Linked DNA regions of Mus musculus: regions 2 and 3 are each linked to region 1. The links are chromatin contacts, called in public HiChIP or PLAC-seq and promoter capture Hi-C maps. All regions are on one chromosome and are shown on one strand. The core of a region is the stretch at or near the end of the contact, and the rest is flanking DNA. Distances in the headings are between cores, read along the strand shown.

Region 1 (3,451 bases), core at 813-3,312:
GTGGGTAGTCGGACATCTAACCTGTGGGTAGATGAAGCAGGCAAGAGCTAGGAACTGGGCTGAGATGAACTTCATAGAAAGAAGTGGAAATACCAACTAAGAGAAGGCCAAATATCTACTGTGCCAGGACAATTTAGCTTTTGTTTTGGACACATTTGCTGTCTAACTTGCAAGTACCCCCTCTCAGCTATTCTACCCTCAGTTCCAAGTCCTGTCTGTCCAGCTACACAACTGTACCAAGCCCAAGATTTCCTTTGGTTTCTTCTTCCAATTATCTTGAAGGTCTCCTTGTAGATATTCAACTTCAAAACCATTTAGCCTCCCTTGTACTACCTGAAGCCTGTTCAGGTGATGGTGCCATGATAAACAAGGAATTAAGCAGTCATGTGACAGTGTGGTTTACTCGGCCTGGTGTTGGGAGCTATGGACCCAGGATAAAGAAGGTATTGAGACAGATGTACTGAGCACACAAAGATGTGAAAATCTGCCTCTGACAATTCTTTTTAAAGTCAGTTATGAAACATTAGGAGCATGTGATAGCATATGCCCTCAAATTAAAATAAACCAGAGAATTAAGAATGCACTGTTTCCTTCTTCAAATCTATAGAGTAACCTTTTGTTGAATTGATTTTGATCTGGCTGGAGTGACAGGAGGAGGGAGGGTTAGATTTTCTTAAACAAGTTAAATTCTGTAATACATTAATATTTTTTACTGTCCTGATATCGAGAACTAATGTGCTGATTAGCTTTCTCTCCACCCATACACAAACACATGCTATTAGATCTCTCCTCCCATGTATACACAAACATGCTGTTAGGTAAATAAGAGCCACCCAGAAAACTATTGATAACACTTGAAATTTTTTTTTCATTTTCCTTTTCTCTGAATGGTTTTAAGCACAAGTGCTTAAAAATGTTTTACAGTTTTGAATATGACTTCACCTGCCTCCACTTATCACATGATAACACTATTAAGATAAAATTCTATTAAAACTTTACCTTTATGGCTGCCAAGGATGTTCCACAACTTACTGAACCAATATTTTTTTTTTTTCTGAATGGCTTAGCAAGTTTCTCACATTTTGATCTTATTAAAGGCGGTAGCCATGCTATTTTCTGTCTCTGTTCATATGCTGCGTTTTCCTTTAGATGAGGTTTTAGAAAATGGAATTGAAGAGGGAGGTTTTTATGCTGAGACTTACTTCCTTCATGCCATACTGACCCCAGAACGGTACTTGGACTTCGGAAAGTCCCAGTCCCAGAGTTCTCAGCTCTTTTCCCTGCTTTAGCGGGTGCAGGGTGAGGTGTCTGTCCCACCCTTAACCCCCAGTTTCTCCCCTAGGTCAGAGGAAACATTTATAAAAACAAAACAGCAGAACCAAGAAACTAATTCTCCGGGCACGGAATTATTTGTTTTTCCCTCCTGTGATTCCAAGCCCAAACTAAGTCTTCACATCTACAAACCGATCCTTTTTATTAAGAAAAAGTAAAAGAAATCGCTCACGATCCGTTTGACTGGTGTTTCAACTTGCGGTCGGGAACTTAAATTTCGGAACTGCAAGTTGCACGACAAGTTCCTGATAAACAATTTAGTGTCCTCTTTCACACCTCTGTAGACGGCACCGCACCTTTCCTCCCGGGACAGCAGGTTCCCCGCCGGCGCCGCCCTGCACCTGCTGGAGCCACAGTTCGGACTCGGGACCGCGAGGGTCAATTTCTTAGGGCGACAGTCCCCGCGCCGCGGCGTTCTCGGTTACAGGGGCCACCCGCCCTTGAACTTGAAGCGCGTGGGACCGAACACTTGGCCGAGCTGGGGTGTTCGGGACAGAACGCCACCCCGAGCGGAGGCTCGCGGGCCGGAATGCCACCGCCGCTCGGCGTCCAGGCACCCGGCGGTCCCGCCTGTGCGCACTCACCTCCGCCGTACATCTGGCACAGGTAAGGGAAGCGCCACACGTTGCCCAAACCCACGGCGTAGGAGATGCAGGCGAACACGAACTGCAGCGGATGGCCCCACTGAGGCCGTGCCTTCTCCATGTCCCGAGCTCGCTGCTCCCCGTCAGGGCCTGGTCTCTGGCCGCCGCCGCTCGCCCGCCTTTTAATTGCTAATCTCATTAACGCGCGCGCGGGGCGAGGCCGGTGAGTGGGGAACGGTGAGCCCCACCCTAGCCTCGGCGGGCGGGGAAGGCGCCCCTCCTTGGCCCTGCGTGTGGACTTCAGAGCTCGGGGAAAGGATCATGTTTCCTCAACTTCTTACTGATTAATCGATGACAATACTATATGCCTGGCACTGCTGTGCTGCGGGAAGACACAGCAACCCCACCCCTCCAGGGCTCACATTCAGGTGGCGGGAACATTTAAATACCACGGAGTGACTCGTTCTTAACTTCTTTTGACCCACTGGGGTAATTTCCTTTAATTAATACCACCCAGTTCACCTAAGTCGGTGATGCAGGGGCAATTTAGGTAAAGCAGAGAGAGAGACAAGTCCTAGAGACAGACAGGGATCCAGGACTTCCCAGAGGAGAGATGACTTTTGCACAGAGAGGGTGGGTGTGGAGATTCAGAGGCAGATCACTCTCCTAGCACTTCTGAGACCCTGAGTTTGATCCTAGCACACATGGGAGACTTAAGGGTCTCCAACTACCGGCCCTTGCCTGCACCTGTAGTGTGGGCAGAATCAGGTTTTGAACAGCTGCCTTGAGGCCAATGGGAGTCAGAGATTCTCTTCCCTGGGCCAGGTGGAAACCCAAGAATTCTCATGTTTTTGCCAGTCCAACAAGAAGATATAAATGAACCTAACTCAGTAAAGTTTGGTACAGTGATGCAGGATCTGTTGTTTGCGTCTATATTCCACCACAGACTAAATTCTGTGACTTGGCAAGCCATTTAACATCTTTGACCTTGTTTCATCTGTAATAGAAAAAAAATCTGCCCCAACCTATCCTAGGACTTTTAACCTTAAAACAGTAAAGAAAGCAAAGTCACAACACAGTGGAAGAAACTCTAGATTCTTAAGCTTTAGTATATATATATATACTAAATATATATATTTCCTGCATCCTCCTATGTCTAGTTCCAGTCTTGTTGGTGGACATTTGTGTTGTCCAGTTTGTGGCTACTATGAATAGAACCAAAGTGAACATTCTAATATGGCAGGTAGATGGACTATTAGGAACTTTGGGACTATGTGCGGCATCAAAAAATATCAGTTCACATTCTCATTAATCCCAGCTGCTCTGCATCTTTACTGTCATTCCACAGACTGTTTTTTGTTTTAACAAAGCAAAACAAAAACAAGCATTTATTGGGACCAGGTGCCATGGCATGAGTGGAGGTCAGAGGTCAGAGCAAGTGGTCTTACCATCTTGCTGGCACTGCCATTCTGTTTTTAAAGTTCTGTCTAGATTTGTGACTTTGTGCTGATGGTTCAATTTACCCTTTGACTTCC
Region 2 (3,507 bases), core at 683-3,182, 570 kb before region 1:
AATATAAACTCCACTGTTTATGTTTCTTGAAGTCTTCTGAACCTAATACCAGATATTACTCATAAAATCAGTCACCAAATAGATAACACTGACCCTTCTTCAGAAAGAACCTGTTGTCTGCTGTCGGGGGTAGGATATGCCCGTGTGGTGCTGGGGAGGGAACCTAGGGCCTTTGCACATGCTACTGTTCTGCCACTAACACACTTTTAAAGATATGCCCAAAGACTTTTTCCCAGGAAAATGGCTCATAGTAGTTAAACTCAAGTCAAACTTTCTTCCAGTATCTTTTCTGACTTTTCAATCTTCACCCTACCCCACCCCCACCCCACTATATATTCAAATGGTCTCTCTTTCCAGTCATCTCTAGCACGAGATACCCTACTAGCAGGAGTCCCTTGCTATTTCACCAGTTCCTCACACAGAATCTAGTTGTTCAACCAGAGATGGTGTCTAGGTGCTATATCAAGTGTGGCATCTGTTCCTCCAAAAAAGGAAGAAAGCCGTCTGGCTCCACCTTTTCCAGTTACCCTAGAGGGCAAAGTCCAACCCTACAGGAAGCCGTCTCAGGAGCACCTGTAGTAAGTATTATGTATGGACGCAGGAAATTCATATCCAGTCTATCAAGAAGAGGCTATCATTTGAGGGCTCAGCAGCTAACAGTTCAGTACCTAGGAATATAGCCAGGCACTTCCTGTTACTGTTGAAATCTCAGCGTAGTCAGTAATCCACTATGACAACTCTAATCACCATGCTCTGTGGCTATGCTCACAAGAGCCTTCCCTTCTACCCTGGAGGACTCTGGTTAGTGTTCTGTTTACTTACTTAGTTAGCACAAGAGAAAAAAAGCCTTTTTTCGACGAGTGGGGGCAGTGTCTTTGAGACAGGATCTCACTATGTGGCTCAGGCTGTCCTTGAACTCACAGTGTAGAACAGGCTGACCTCGAATTCAGAGATCCGCCTAGCTCTGTCTCCCAAACGCTGGGATTAAAGGCAAAGGGTGGCCAGCACCTTTTATTTCTTGATGATTAAGCTGAAGGGTTACTTTTGTTTAAAATAGAACACCAGGTAAGTCTCTACCAAGTCTCCCCTCATTTTCTCAGAGAGACCCTTTAAAACTTAGTTCATATCCCCTCTCTTCCTTAAAGGGCCCCTCACTATGACCCCAGCTTCACCTTGCAGGCATCCTTTCTGGATAACCTAGGTCCCATATCCTCCCAGGGTCGGTTTTCTTTCATGAAGTTATCCATCTTCCCCGGAGATCCCTTCCATCCAGGCATCCCGAAGTGCAAGACACTCTCCCTACTCTCTTTGGGACAATACTCCAGCAACCGCACGGGGCAAGGGTAACTTGCAAAGCTCTGGGCCATTATCTGATGATGGGCAGTAGGGGAGGAAAGGATGAGGGAAGACAGGACAGAGATCGATCCCTGGAATGGAAGGAGGGGTGAGAAAATTGAGAAGCTGGCGCCCCATTCCTGGTGCAGACCCTTCCCGACCAGTGACCTAATGAGGGATCCATGGTCTCTTTCCTTCAGCCATCCTAGGGACCAACTAGGAGGGGGTTGAGGAGATGGTCCCTCATGGGCAGCACGACTTCCGCCTTCCTGAAGTGTCTCACGTGCGCGCGCTCGGCTACTTCGACTCCGGCCCGAGCGCTCGGGTTGCGCGCTTCCCATCCAGTCCCGGCTGGGGCCCCGCGCCTCCCTCCTTCTGGGGCTTCCCCACTGCACTGACCGTCAATCTGGAGGCAGCTAGCAGTCCCGCGCCGCCTGCTGCTGCCCCGGGGCCCAGCCGCCAGCGTCCGCGATGGCACGGGCACCCGGCGCCACGGCTTGCCGGACTCGGCCTCACACGGGGCGGTGCGAAGGAGAAGCCCATGGAGCTCCAGGCGGTGGCGGCAGCCGCGGCTGCGGGAGCGGCCACCGCGCGGGCTGATGACGCGCAGGCGCGGTGGGGAGAGGCGCGAGCTGATGACACGCCAGCGCGCGCGGTGAGCTGAGCAGCATGGCGTCGGTGGCGCTAAGCGAGGCCGAGAAGGTCTACATCGTTCATGGAGTGCAGGTAGCGGTGGCGGCCGCGAGTGCAGGCCATATTGCGCAGGGAGGAGGTGCGGGGCGGCCACGTGGTCAGGACGGACGCCCGAGGCTTAGTGCTGCAGCGAGTGTGCGTCCTGTATGCCTAGATGTCCACAGCTCTCGGGATGGAGGAGATTCCTAGCTCATCAGGGAGCGGCGGGCGGGCAGTTCCCGAGGCTGCAGTTTAATGAAGGAATGTCCTTGTGGCCTCTGCACGACCTGAGAGTGCAGTGCCCGAGATCCTGTAATCAGAATAGCGGCACGTGAATGGACTCTGGTGACTTTGCACACAGAGGCCGTGTATCCGAGGGGGAAAAGGACTTTAAAATTCTGACAGCAAACACCACACGCCACACACCCCCTAAAAACAGGAAAGAAGGAAATGCATCGGTAATAGAGTGCGTGCTTAGCATGCTCCAGACCTTGGTGGCTGGCACCTGTAATCCCAGCAGCTGGGAAGTGGAGACAAGAGAATCAGGAGTTTAAGGCCAGACTGAGCTATAAAGACCCAATCTTAAGAGAAATCACGCTGACATATACACACACATGTCTTACAAATAGAGAAAAATAGGGAGTGTTTTTCTTTCTGGCGGTGCTGGAGGTTGAACCTCTTGGCCTTGTGCATGCTAGGCAGGCATTCTATCATGGAACCGCATTCTCAACCCTTTTGTTTTTTTGCTTTTTTTTTTTGAGGAGGAGAGCTTTATATCCAAGGCTGGTGTGTAACTCCTATCAGTCCTGCCTTGGCAGAAGGCATGCCTTTTCACCACCCGCTGAGAAGAATTTTTCAAAGCAGACTGGTAGTCTATGGTGTAATTGTTGATTTACCTGTTTTACTTGTGGGGCGCTTAGATCTTTGGGTAGCTACAATGACTACCGCGATCTGGGCTCAGTCCTGCTTTTGAACGTTCAAGAGAAGTGAAGAATGTTTCCTGGCAACCATAATCTAGTATTCTACAAGCCTTGTCCCTACAGTTGATCTTGTGATGTAGTCATCATAGTAAGGTGACCTGTTACCATTTAAACTACATAATGCAAGTGAAAGCATGTTCTTTTCTAAATCATATGACATACTGTTATTTTCTACTTCATATAGAGTAAGGAATGCCAAAATTCAGTCATTAGGTTTCATATTAAACTTGAGTAATAAAAATCCAAACCCACAACTCATTAGCTTTTTAGTTCAAGATCAGGTTTAGTAATAGTGGGGTATATGCACAGTGGGTTGTATGGGAATGTTAAAGTAGTCAATCCTAGGGGTGGGGCTTCCCTTTTAGTTTTTAATTTTTTTTTTTTTGCCAGAAGTGTGACTCTGTCATTCCATATCCCTAGTCTTCATGGTGACATATTAAGTGCTGATGAGTTTTTAATTTTTTTTTTTTTTTGCCAGAAGTGTGACTCTGTCATTCCATATCCCTAGTCTTCATGGTGA
Region 3 (3,392 bases), core at 611-3,110, 600 kb after region 1:
GTTAATGAATAATGGTTCTGGAAAGTTCCCAAAATTCCCCCAGAACACTGACCAATCCCAAAGCCACCCATACCCCTGGAAATTGAGCCAACCAATCAGGATAAAGGTCAACTACTCCTCCCTGGTATTCCCCTAATTGGCTTTAAATTGAGCTTGCAAAATTTACATGTCTGTCTCCATCCTATTGAATAGTAGACCCCTGCATGCTAGAATTCTGCAGAATAAAATGATCTTTGTTTTTGCATGCTACTTGAGTCTGAGGTCTTCCTTCAATGATTCTTGTACCCTAACATTATAAGACCCCCAAAGAAAGCCAAAAAGAAGAGATAAGTGTTCAAAAATATCACCCTGTCTGGGAGCTTTTCTGATTCAATCAACTACATTCTGACCCTGGCCACTATAGGCTCATGGTCATCCATGATGAAAATGCATTCAGTTTAGCTTCAATGATCCTAATAGTCTGCAGCAGCCCATACACTCTTTGAATGTCCAAAGTCTCTTCTGACACTTAAGACAATCTCTTGATTGTCCCATCTTATAAAATCAGAAATCAAGCTATATCTTTCCAACATATAACAGAACAGAATATCCCTTCCCATTCCAATATAGAGGAATGTGTACATAATGAGGAAAGACTGGACTAAAGCCAGAAACACAGTAGGGCAAACAACAAATCCTGCAGACCTGCCTCAGACACATCGGGCCTCAGTTTTAAAAGGCTTAGATTGTCTCATCCCTGCAACCTCTCATGCACCTCTTGGATAGTTTTTTTCCATTCCCTGTATACACCTCTCCGTGGCAGGTGTCTCATAGCTTAGGTATCTCAACATCTTGTGGTCTCAAAATGCAACTCAGGTTTCATCCTCACAGGTTTCTGCAATGTACTCTCACAGTAACTTTCCTCACTCAGGCTCTAAGTCTGTCAAACATAGATGGCTGGAACAGTGCAGAACTGAAATCACAGAGGAAGAATCCATGACCTTAAATTTTGCATCTTTTTTTTCTTTTTTCTTTTCAATATCACTTTACTGGTAGTGTCTGGTTTAACATGAGGCACTTGACATGAAAGGGAACCCATGCCTAACACTGCCTGGATTTCTAGGACCCTTACAGAGACATAAATGGCAATCATGGAGCCAGCATGGATCTGTGCCAGGTGCTCTGCTAATATGTTATAGCTGTTAGCTTGGTGTTTTTGTGGGACTCCTAACAGTGGGAGAAGGTGTAACCCTGATTCTTTTGCTTGATCATGAGACACTTTTCCTCCTATCACGTTGCCTTGTTCAACCTCAATGTGAAGACTTTCACCTTGTCTTTTTCTATCTTGTGTTGTTATGTTTGACTGTTCTCTTTTGGATATCTGCTCCTTTCTGAAGAGGAAATGGGGATGGGGGGTTGGATCTTAGGGAGAAGAGGATAGGAAATGGTGGGGGTAGCTAGGAGAGTGTAGGTAGGGGAAACAGTGGTCAGGATATATTGTATGAGAGAAGAATCTATCTTCAATTAAAAACTTGATTCAAGCCGGGCATGGTGGCGCACGCCTTTAATCCCAGCACTCAGGAGGCAGAGGCAGGTGGATTTCTGAGTAGGAGGACAGCCTGGTCTACAGAGTGAGTTCCAGGACAGCCAGGGCTATATAGAGAAACCCTGTCTCAAAAAAACAAAAACCAAACCAAACCAAACCAAGCCAAACCAAACCAAAACAAAAACCCTTAATTCAACATTGCTTAAATGAAAATGCAAAGAAGAAGGGAAGCAATAATGAACAAAGAAAAGGGAAATAGTGAAGACAGGGACAGTATGACAGTGACAGATACAGTACTCATTCTGTTTTTGTAGACGGTGATCATTACACAGGAGGGTGAAAACATCATCTTGGAGGCTTACTTCCTCATTCTGATAACCTAGACCTAGTCCTGAAAGTTTCTAGCCTGGGTACAATCTTATCTAGGTCTAGAATGACTTACTTAACTGCTGAATAAACTCACCGTTTCTTTTTATTTCTGAACTCTAGCTGGCTGGTCAACTCAGCTGTTCTGGCTCAAAATCTCTTCATGCTAGCTGATTCAAACTAGTTTCTTTCACTTCTGACTGAATTGTTGTACTCAGCCTCAAAAGAACTCTAGCAGTCTATTCTTATTTTCTGGCTCCTCATTCTCTGGCTTGTCCTCTCTTCACCTCTGTCTAGCTTGTTCTCTCTTTAACCGGTCTCCATAAAACTCTTTTGGTAAAACTGCCTTCTCCTCTCACCCTCTGTGATGCTTTCTCTTATTCCTCTGTCTTTTCTTGAGAGTTGGATTTTTCATATTCTGTCAGATCTTTCTCTGACTCATCATTTTGTCAATAAGACGTCACTTTCAAACACGAGTGCTTACCTCTAAAACTAACTTTACCTTCATCGTTTGGTAGCAAAGTTGTGTACTAAGGGCTGAGCCACACCACAATTAGAAACAGCTTTTTTTTTTTTTTTAAGTATATTAGACAGTCTGGGGGTTCACAATGTGATCAAATAACCTGCAATACAAGCTCATTACAAGCTCACCTTGGGTCCAGTATATATTTGTGAAATCAGAAGTTTTGCTCTCAGCAATGTGAAATATATACCATTCAGGAAACAAAAGCTTATGTTAGCTTTCACTAGTTTGGAATGTGGAATTACAGAGATTTTTGCTCATTTCCTTCCAAAGGAATACTCTTGGTTGTTTCTAAGAAAAACTAATGTTTTAATAACTATTCAAATAGTAGAAATAAATATGTGATGTTATACAAAATTGCTACATTGATTATATTATACATTAAGCACAAGTAAACTGATGTATAAAAAATGTTAAATGTTTAAACACATTCTCCAAAGCAAAAATGAAAGTGTTACCATATAAGTTATTTAACCCAGAGAAAACAAAGAGGTAAGTCTGTTATCTAAAACTATTACAAACTATGTTTGTTCAACTGGAATTTATCGTCAGTATTTAAAATCAAACAAAATGGTCAGTGAGTTTTTACTTTTTCATGCAGTATGACTAATGGCGGAAAACTCTCATAACATCCAAATAAAGACATTTTCTGCATTTTTAGTGTATAACTGTTTGCCTCTCATCTCTATCATAACTCTTGCTACAAAAAGCTTGATATTTCATTTCTCTTCTCCACATAATGTTCTAAAAGAACATTAGACAAACCCTTTGGAGAAGATTGCTTCAGCTAGATTCTGTGCTTTCTGCCCCTTATTTTCTATGGCTACCTGTAATGTAGATAAGATGGCTGCAGCTCTCATATCCAACTGACTATAAGAGTGCACTAAAGTTCAAAATGAGATGGGAGAAAGAAGTGGGTTGACACTGCTTAAGCTGCAATTACATGCTGTTTTATGACCAAATGCAACACAGACTGTG

What was found. Promoter capture Hi-C pulls out the DNA fragments that hold promoters and counts their contacts. HiChIP or PLAC-seq counts read pairs in DNA pulled down with a chosen protein or histone mark.
Region 2: a contact with region 1 is called in a promoter capture Hi-C map of erythroid cells, with 3 times the contacts expected there. The contact joins the promoter of Zdhhc3 here to the promoter of Slc6a20a in region 1. A contact is called at or near these places in 4 of 39 promoter capture datasets (erythroid cells, liver and stem cell-derived epiblast-like cells), 2 of 115 datasets of contacts at active chromatin or transcription factors (astrocytes and embryonic forebrain) and 1 of 9 other capture datasets (adipose tissue).
Region 3: an H3K4me3 HiChIP or PLAC-seq map of bone marrow-derived macrophages shows a contact between it and region 1, with 4 times the contacts expected there. The contact joins the enhancer-like site here to the promoter of Slc6a20a in region 1. A contact is called at or near these places in 11 of 39 promoter capture datasets (the 3T3-L1 cell line, 3T3-L1-derived adipocytes, the C10 cell line and 8 more), 2 of 115 datasets of contacts at active chromatin or transcription factors (the 230-238 cell line and bone marrow-derived macrophages) and 2 of 9 other capture datasets (adipose tissue and liver).

The regions. Positions count from the first base shown.
Region 1 is chr9:123,676,770-123,680,220 of GRCm38.p6, forward strand. Slc6a20a (solute carrier family 6 (neurotransmitter transporter), member 20A) reads right to left here and starts at 2,063. Exons shown (of 11, transcript NM_139142.2): 1 at 1,917-2,063. The coding sequence starts at 2,037.
Region 2 is chr9:123,111,262-123,114,768 of GRCm38.p6, forward strand. Zdhhc3 (zinc finger, DHHC domain containing 3) reads right to left here and starts at 1,933. Exons shown (of 7, transcript NM_001372538.1): 1 at 1,735-1,933. It overlaps Exosc7 (exosome component 7), which reads left to right and starts at 1,970. Exons shown (of 8, transcript NM_001081188.1): 1 at 1,970-2,061. The coding sequence starts at 2,005.
Region 3 is chr9:124,273,336-124,276,727 of GRCm38.p6, forward strand. All of the region lies in intron 1 of Gm39469 (zinc finger protein 431-like), which reads right to left. Among named protein-coding and RNA genes, the nearest start is that of Gm39469, 8.4 kb to the right of the region's middle. Within about 2 kb of position 1,861, at least 13 of the 459 cell types and tissues checked have an H3K27ac peak or open chromatin away from gene starts, as enhancers often do. A contact at or near this core is called in bone marrow-derived macrophages, where this site is marked.